2 separate regions of the Mus musculus genome follow, and region 2 is linked to region 1. A link is a contact called in public Hi-C data. All regions are on one chromosome and are shown on one strand. The core of a region is the stretch at or near the end of the contact, and the rest is flanking DNA. Distances in the headings are between cores, read along the strand shown. Region 1 overlaps Ajap1 (adherens junction associated protein 1). Region 2 overlaps Ajap1 (adherens junction associated protein 1).

Evidence for each region. A called contact is a pair of places that touch in the nucleus more often than the background predicts.
Region 2: a Hi-C map of cerebral cortex shows a contact between it and region 1, with 2.5 times the contacts expected there. The contact joins two enhancer-like sites. A contact is called at or near these places in 4 of 484 Hi-C or Micro-C datasets (cerebral cortex, cranial neural crest, forebrain and 1 more) and 1 of 115 datasets of contacts at active chromatin or transcription factors (embryonic stem cells).

The regions. Positions count from the first base shown.
Region 1 is chr4:153,422,571-153,426,323 of GRCm38.p6, forward strand. All of the region lies in intron 2 of Ajap1 (adherens junction associated protein 1), which reads right to left. Among named protein-coding and RNA genes, the nearest start is that of Ajap1, 58 kb to the right of the region's middle. Within about 2 kb of position 1,956, at least 4 of the 459 cell types and tissues checked have an H3K27ac peak or open chromatin away from gene starts, as enhancers often do. A contact at or near this core is called in cerebral cortex, where this site is marked.
Region 2 is chr4:153,457,908-153,461,660 of GRCm38.p6, forward strand. All of the region lies in intron 1 of Ajap1 (adherens junction associated protein 1), which reads right to left. Among named protein-coding and RNA genes, the nearest start is that of Ajap1, 23 kb to the right of the region's middle. Within about 2 kb of position 2,139, at least 15 of the 459 cell types and tissues checked have an H3K27ac peak or open chromatin away from gene starts, as enhancers often do. A contact at or near this core is called in cerebral cortex, where this site is marked.

The DNA of each region.
Region 1 (3,753 bases), core at 706-3,205:
TAGCTCACAATCACCTGTAACTCCAGTCCTGAGAGGACCTGGGGGCCCTCTGGCACTTGAACTCATCATATACACAGACACATACATGATTTCAAATAATAAAAACAGCTCTTTAAAATGGGGCTGGGGTGAGGGGCGACTTGCCACCATGTCAGATGCCCGGCTGCTGCTCCTTGCTGTGGTCACATACTATCCCAGCTGTAAAGGAATGTCTCCAGAAAGGTGGGAGGACCTTGCCCCTCATGCTGAGGTCCACTCCCACATCTCTCTGCCATCAGTCAACCAGACTGGACCCCCCCTACCTGCCCAGGAGCCTGTCTCCTCCAACAGAGACATCAGACCAACCTCTTCTGCGCGGGCATTCCTTTCTGATATCCCTGCTGCCTGTCACAGGCTTTCCCCACCAGCTCTTAAGCAGTGGGCTTGCCTCCTGCATCCTCTTCAGTCATCCTCCTGCCCACATGCTTCAGTGTGGCTTTCCTCCTCCCCAAGGCCTATCGCCCACCCTGACAAAGGGGAGCAACCTTGGGCCTCCTCTCCCCCCACATGAGCTCCTCCATACCTACCTGACCTCACTACGCACACACCGTCCTCTTCCCAGACGGCCCCATCCTTCTCCCAGGCCATCCACCCTCTGCCCAGGAAAACGACCATCTCTACAACACAATGGTCAAGCCACACACCATGGATGTCTTTAAAACTCCACTCAGGTTTCTCAGTCATCCCAAAAGCAGCCTCACAAACCAACTACCCCAGGCATCTTTCTTAGGTCGTTGTTATGTGCAGGTTTTAAAAGTCCCCTGGATCCTATCTGCTGAGGGTTTGACTACTGCCTAGGTGCCACTGGAAAGCGATGGGGCCTGTGAGAGACAAGATCTGGGGAGCCGTTGGAGGTCATTAGGGTGTGACCCTGAAGGGGACTGTGGGAACGTGCTCTCTGCTTCTCATACTTCACACCCAGACACGCAATGAACCTTCAGCCATGTTTTACACAAATATGCCAAGCTGCCTCAGGGCCAAGTCAACGGTCATTCATAGAATGACACCTACAAAGCTGCATCAAAAACCTTTTCTCTTCTTAAGTTGAGTTACCCCGGGGAATTTGTTACAGTAACGAATGGGAAGCTGACCAATACACACCTCCAATAAAGCGACTAAAAGCATCACGCTGTGCCCATCACAAACACTCCATTCCATGGAAGACAAGAACTTCTCAGACTATAGTCTTAGACCTTCTAGATTGTTCTTTTTCCTATCATTTGCAGTAGGTTCCTCTCTACAAGATGGCTGCCAGTGTTCCTGGAATCTTGTTATCTCCCCCACTCTGGCTCCAGTCACTGCTCCATCTTCCTTTTGTAACTCTCCATAGAACAGCAGGGTTTGCCCAGAGCCACAGCCAGCCAGTCACCCTGTGATCCCACATGCTTATTTTATGTTCACAGGTGTACCTGCGACTTGAGTGTGCACGCTTTTGAGTGTGAGCACAAGTGATCACATGTGCCATGGTCTGAGGACAATCATACGTGTGGGTCCTTCCATCCTTCCTGTTTGAGATAAGGTCTCTTGCTGGGTACTGCATACACCAGGACTAGTCTAGGAGCCTCTGGGAAATCACCTATTTCTGCCTCCCATCCTGCTTGCTGTAGTATGGTGTCATTATACACACGTGCGATGCACTCAGTTTAACATGGGCCCTGGGGATTTGAACTGGGGTCCTCATGTTTGTGTCATAGTGTTTTCCCCACTGAGCCATCTTCTAAACCAACCCCATCTTGCTCTGTGTTCCTGTGTTCTCAAAGTAGTGACTGAGCACCTTTGAGGTCCCCGCCCTGCCCACTCCCAGCTTCCCACGCCTGGGGTGCCCCATCTGCCTCTGGACCTGCTCTCCCTCAGCCCGCCCTGCTCTTTCTCTTCATGGACACTCTATATCGCTCCCGCCTCCTCCGCTGCTCTCAGGTCCATCCACATGGCTAGCTCAGAGAGCAGCATCTCCCAGGCATCTTTCTCCCTCCCACGTGCCTCTCCTCCCACCGGAATGACAGAAGCAGAGCTGGAGATGTTTCTCGTGCCTGCTGCTTTGGGTGGGAAGATGTGGGGTCGGGGGAGGGGGGACTCTGCATCACTACCCTCTGCTGTGACCACAATGCACAAGGATTTGCAGGAGCCAGGAGATGAATCCCTGCATGGGTGGAGGACAGTTCATGTGGGCAAGGCCCATGGGACGCAGAGACTTCCTGTGCATTGAGCTTGGTCAGGTTTGCAGCCGGTATCAGGGCAGACCCCACCTCCTCCAGGTTCCATCTTCTTCAGTCCTCACCTTCTCTGGGCCCTGCCTGCCCAAGCCACACCTCCCAAGAGAACCCTTAATCTCACCCCAGTGCTCTCTGGGGGGGAGCCCAGAAAGTCCCTACTTGGTCCCACCTTCCTCTCCAGCAAAAATGGATTTGGAGCGGGATGTGGGGTAGAGAATCCCTGCAGAAAAACCCCGACACTTCAAACCCACAGGACCTGGATAGTTCAGCCGTGGAGGACCCTTCTTATCTGACTCGAGTTCACTCCCACAACCTCCAGTGTGATCTCATTCAGACAAAGGGCCCCACAGAAGCAATGCAGTTAAGTGCCTGGTGGTGCAAACACTATGGTTATCCAACTGGACACAAATACAAGACAGATGGCCTTACAAGACAGACAGACAGACAGACAGACAGACAGACAGACAGACAGACAGAGGGGTACAGGAATGATAATTCTGGGAAGAGGGAAATGGGGACCAGAGCCATACAGCCATGCTTCAAGAATGGCCTAGGACCTCAGGATCTCACATGCACAGAGGATGCTCTCGTGGGGCCAACAGGGACAGCATGCCCCTCCCCGAGCCAATGCATGGCCTTCAGCCTCCAGGGCTTTAAGAGAACACATTTGCTCCAAACCTCTAGGCTGTGATCATGGGTCGGGACAGCTCCAGCACTCTCTCTCTCTCTCTCTCTCTCTCTCTCACACGCACGCACACACACACACACACACACACATACACACACACACACACACACACACACACACACACACACACACACACAGAGGCCGGGTGACCGTAGGATTGGACTATGATGCTGGCACATAGAAGACAGCTCTCTGTTCGTCACATGACTGACTTTCAATTTGAAGGACAGGAACACTTTCTACCCCACAGAACAGGAGTTGGACAAGTGAATCTTAAGTCTGCCTCCTGCTCTCACAAAGCACCGGGGAATGGTGAGCCTGCAACCCCATGGAGAAGGGTTCTGGGGTTTGGAGGACCACCACAGAAGACAGAGGGACAGAGCAGACTGAGACAGACAACCATTCCTAATCTTGGCTTTGGAGAGATTAATAAAGGAAGCAGAAGCCACTTGCACTTTGAGCCTCCACAAGGAGACTCCCTGAGACAGCCTGGGGAGGTAGGTGGCTGTGGATGCATCCTAGACACATGGCCGCTAGACGCTGGCCACGGTGCTAGCATCCACACAATGGACACAGCCCAGTCTCAGAACAACCTTGGGAGACGAAAGTCACTTTTCAGTTGTGCAAACAAAAAAGCCACAAGACCAGTGAGGTCACACCGGTGCAGTCAAGGACACGCAGGGAGGCCACCCATGGACAGAAGCCCAGCTCAGTCCTCTCCTGCAGGCTCTCCTACACCAGCGCAAGTCTCAGCTCCTCAGCTGGCCACCATAGGCACCTCTCTGGGTAGACATCTGCTCTCTACCCCATGAC
Region 2 (3,753 bases), core at 889-3,388, 36 kb after region 1:
TTCTGTGAAGAACAGCAGTAGACACCAGAGATGAGCTGGGTGCCCTACAGCCAAGGAGGGCAGTTTGAGATGGTGGCAGGTCCCATGGAAAGGATGGCCAGAGAAAACCTGGGACCTGCACGCACGGCAGGAACTAGCAAGCCAAGAAAAGTGCTGGGCAGCCAGCCCCCGAGGGAGCTATTCTTGTTTCTAGAATATTCTCTCTACGGTTTTTGAAATAACCAGCTGGCCTAGCTGTTTCTTCCAAGGAACAAAACAGAGTGTCAGGAGTGTGGGTCAGGAGCTCAGGGGCCTCTCCAGGGAACATCCTGCTAGCTCAGTACCTTGCAAGTATGGGCTAACCATGAAGCATGGCAGCCCTCCTCTGGGCAGAGATGGAGCCACCTGGCCCTGGAAAACCAGGGGAAGCTGAGAGTATAGAGATGGGGTGAAGGTCAGCCTGGGGCAGCCAGGAGGACTCAAGCACTCTGCCTGTCACACCTTCTTCGGCTTTTAAGATCCAGTTACAAGACAGTGCTCGGGGAATTCCTGTGGCTGGGTTGCCACCTGCCTACCTTGGGAAAGAGCATTGGTGGCCCTGCTGACCACAGCATTTGGTTCCTCTCTGCTGACTTCTGGAGCTAACACCCTTGCGACTGTCCTCCCTGCTTTGGGCAAATCCAGTAACACTTCCCCCTTGTGCCCCTCCTCCTGGGTGTCCTATCTCTTGGCTTGTTCAGAAGCCTGGAAAAGACCTGTCTGAGAGCATGCTGTCCCCAGGGTCAGAGGACAAACAAGTGGGTCATCTATTCGCCAAGAGCCCCTCATCCACATATCCCCAGGTCCAGTATTTTCTGAGTTGGGTGCCTCTGAAGACATTTTCTCCCCATCTCTGGAGCTGGTGGCTCTGTGGGGTCACCTCAGTGGTATTGGCTTTTTGTCTCTGAAAGAAGAGATGCTGCAAAGTTAGGCATCTGGCCCTAGGAGAGAGAGACAGGTCAGAGGCTTTTCAATCCAGCTGGGCCGGAAACGTCACATTCGGTGACGCACCAGGCTCGCCTCGGCCGCCAGCAGCATCTTCTGGAGCTCTTTGCCAAAGTTTTGGATTCTACTGATTTGTCGTAAATAAACTCGGTTTTCACTCCCTTCACACAAATCATCTTTTTTTTTAGAACTTTTTTTTTTTAATCAAACGAGCAAGTGTACGGGGAGGCGAGGAATTGGGAGGAGCGTGACTAATATGGAGGTTCTGGAAATGAAACAAGGGACGACGTTGGCCTCTGTTTTCACAGCAACAAGAAGCCAGAAGAAAGCAGCTCCCTGGGCAGGGTGTCAGTATCTTAGAAGCCAGGAGGACAGGTGAAATGGGGCAGTGAGTGGCTCACAGGCTGTATGAGGCTTTCTCCTGAACATGGGTGTCTGACCTGAGGAGAGCTGGTCAGCAACGTCCTGCTGATGGTAGAACAGAACTGGTGGCTTCCCCCCAACTCTTCTGCAGGCGGCATAGCTGGCTTTGACTGCCCACTGTGGACTGTGAGGTTCGGAAGCACCTGGTCTCTGGCACAAGGCACACTGGGCGGTGGGGAATTTAACCGTCCAGAAGTCTTTGCCCTTAGCTCCTGGGAGGCATGAATTGCCGGGTTGTCCTGTCCAACGTAACTGTCTCTATCACACACTAGGTCCTCAACCACCAGAAGACTGGGACAGAGCTGGTGACGCAGTCTTCAGCCATGTCTACGTGGCTGAGCTTCATAAATCTGTGTGCCGTCTCCCACAGAACAAGGCAGGAAAGAGGTCTATCTCCACTCCACAGATGGTACAGCCAGACTCTGGAACCCTGCCCCACAGTTTTCCTCCCAGCAGACTTCGGTCCCTATCCTTTTTCTATGGCAGGCCACAGCTCTTACTATCGCAGTATTTGCTTCCTGTCTGCCTTGGCTGTAGTGGACCCTGAGGGTCCCGGGACCCCAGTAGCTACAGAGAGTATCAGAAGGTTGGTGTCAAAGTCGGGGTGTCGGGGAGTGCTCCCAGTGCTGGCTCAGAACATCGAGGAGGAACAAAGCTGTGCCGGTCGGGGTCGGTCATCACACACCTCTGTCCTGTGCAGGTGCTTGCCCCTGTCCCTGTCAAAGGGGGCGGTGCTCTCCGCCTGCAGGAAGATGCTGCAGCCTGCGCTCCGGAATTCTCCGTGTGGCCACCCAGCCCTGTGACTCACACTGGATCTGTGCAAAATCTGTGTTTGAAAACGCTGGATGTCAAAAAAGGAAGAGCAGAGGCAGACCGCACGACAGAAATAGGCCCGTGGAGACAGAGACGAAGCGAGCCTTTCTTTTGCACCAAACTCTCTGCCAGGGATCCAAAAATCCCAGGCAGGAGGGAGGAGAAGATATGGCCTGAGCATCCTGCAGCCTCCTGGGATAGCCACTGCAGCCTCTCCTTGACCCTGAGCCCAGGAAGGGCCCTGAGCCCAGCAGGAGAGAACCTGAGCCAAACCTGCCCAGACTCACTCTGAGCATCAGGTGCTACATGATGACGTGAGACAAGACAGTAAGTACCTATTCTGGTCAGAGTTGCAGTTTCCCGTGGAGCACCTCAGTGGAACCTGAAATCCTCCTGCATTGTTTACAAGACCACACACTGGGGAGCCGCTTCTGCAGGTGCCTCTTTCCAACCTCAGAGAGCCCGTCCTTCACGGAAGTGTCTCCCTCCACCTTGGATTCTCCCGTGTCTCTCAGGGGCTTTGGATCAGGAGAGCGAGCTTCAAACAAACACACAGTGAAATGCACTATCTACCCCCATGTAGACCGCTGTGAAATCTGGGTGCCAGCCCACTGCCCCACACTGAAGCTCTGTCCAGCTCTGTCCAATGTCACTGCATTGTGCCCATGGGCTCTGGGGTTGAAGCAGTGTGTCTGGTAGATTTTGTTACTTCCATACCTCAGTCCCCTTCGTGCTGGGGTGAGTTGGGGCCCAACAACCCCAGAAGAAACTAGCGGAAATAAAGTTCATAGTAGAGGCCAATGTGACTTAAATTGCTAGGTATATTCCAAGTCACCCTGAGGGCTTTGGGATCATTGCATACAACACGGACTGTGGAGACAGGTCACTCGGTGTATACACACATGAGATTAAGATTTCCAGCAGTTCTGAGTCTCAGAAGGTGACAGAGGCCTCAGGATACTGTGCTGACTGGAAGTGAGGGGTGGTGTTTGGAGCACTGGCTTCCAGGTCTGTTCTTACCAGCTCCTGGGAAAGCAAGCTGGGGCAGTGTGCACCTGTGGATAGACATAGCACAGAACAATCTAAAGTGCCACATTCCCACTCATTACCTTCCTAAGAACCAGGGGTTCTGCTTGCTCCTACTCGCAGAAGCAATGGCAAGCGACAGACTGATTGCTCTTAGAATGGAAGGTCAGTGGTTTTCTGGTCTTCACACCAATGCCCTTGGATGGACAGGGATGCGATGGGGACTCAGAGATAGGAAGAGCATTGGAAAAGAACTGAGGGGCCGAACTGGGTTCAGCACCCCGGGAAGGGCTGGGTTCTGAAGGCCTTGAAGATGGGAGGCAGAGTGAGGACCAAGGGAGAGGATTGTGCACAGTAGGGGATGCACACAGTGGGAGGTACAATTTGAACACCACCACCGTTGCCAGGAGCTGTGGTTGCTCTTATATTAATTCATCATCATGACGCAGGTGGTGATGGTGTCAGTCTTAAACTTTGTGCCTTGCTTTGCTTTGCTTCTTCTGTAGGAGGCACAACCATCACTCAGCT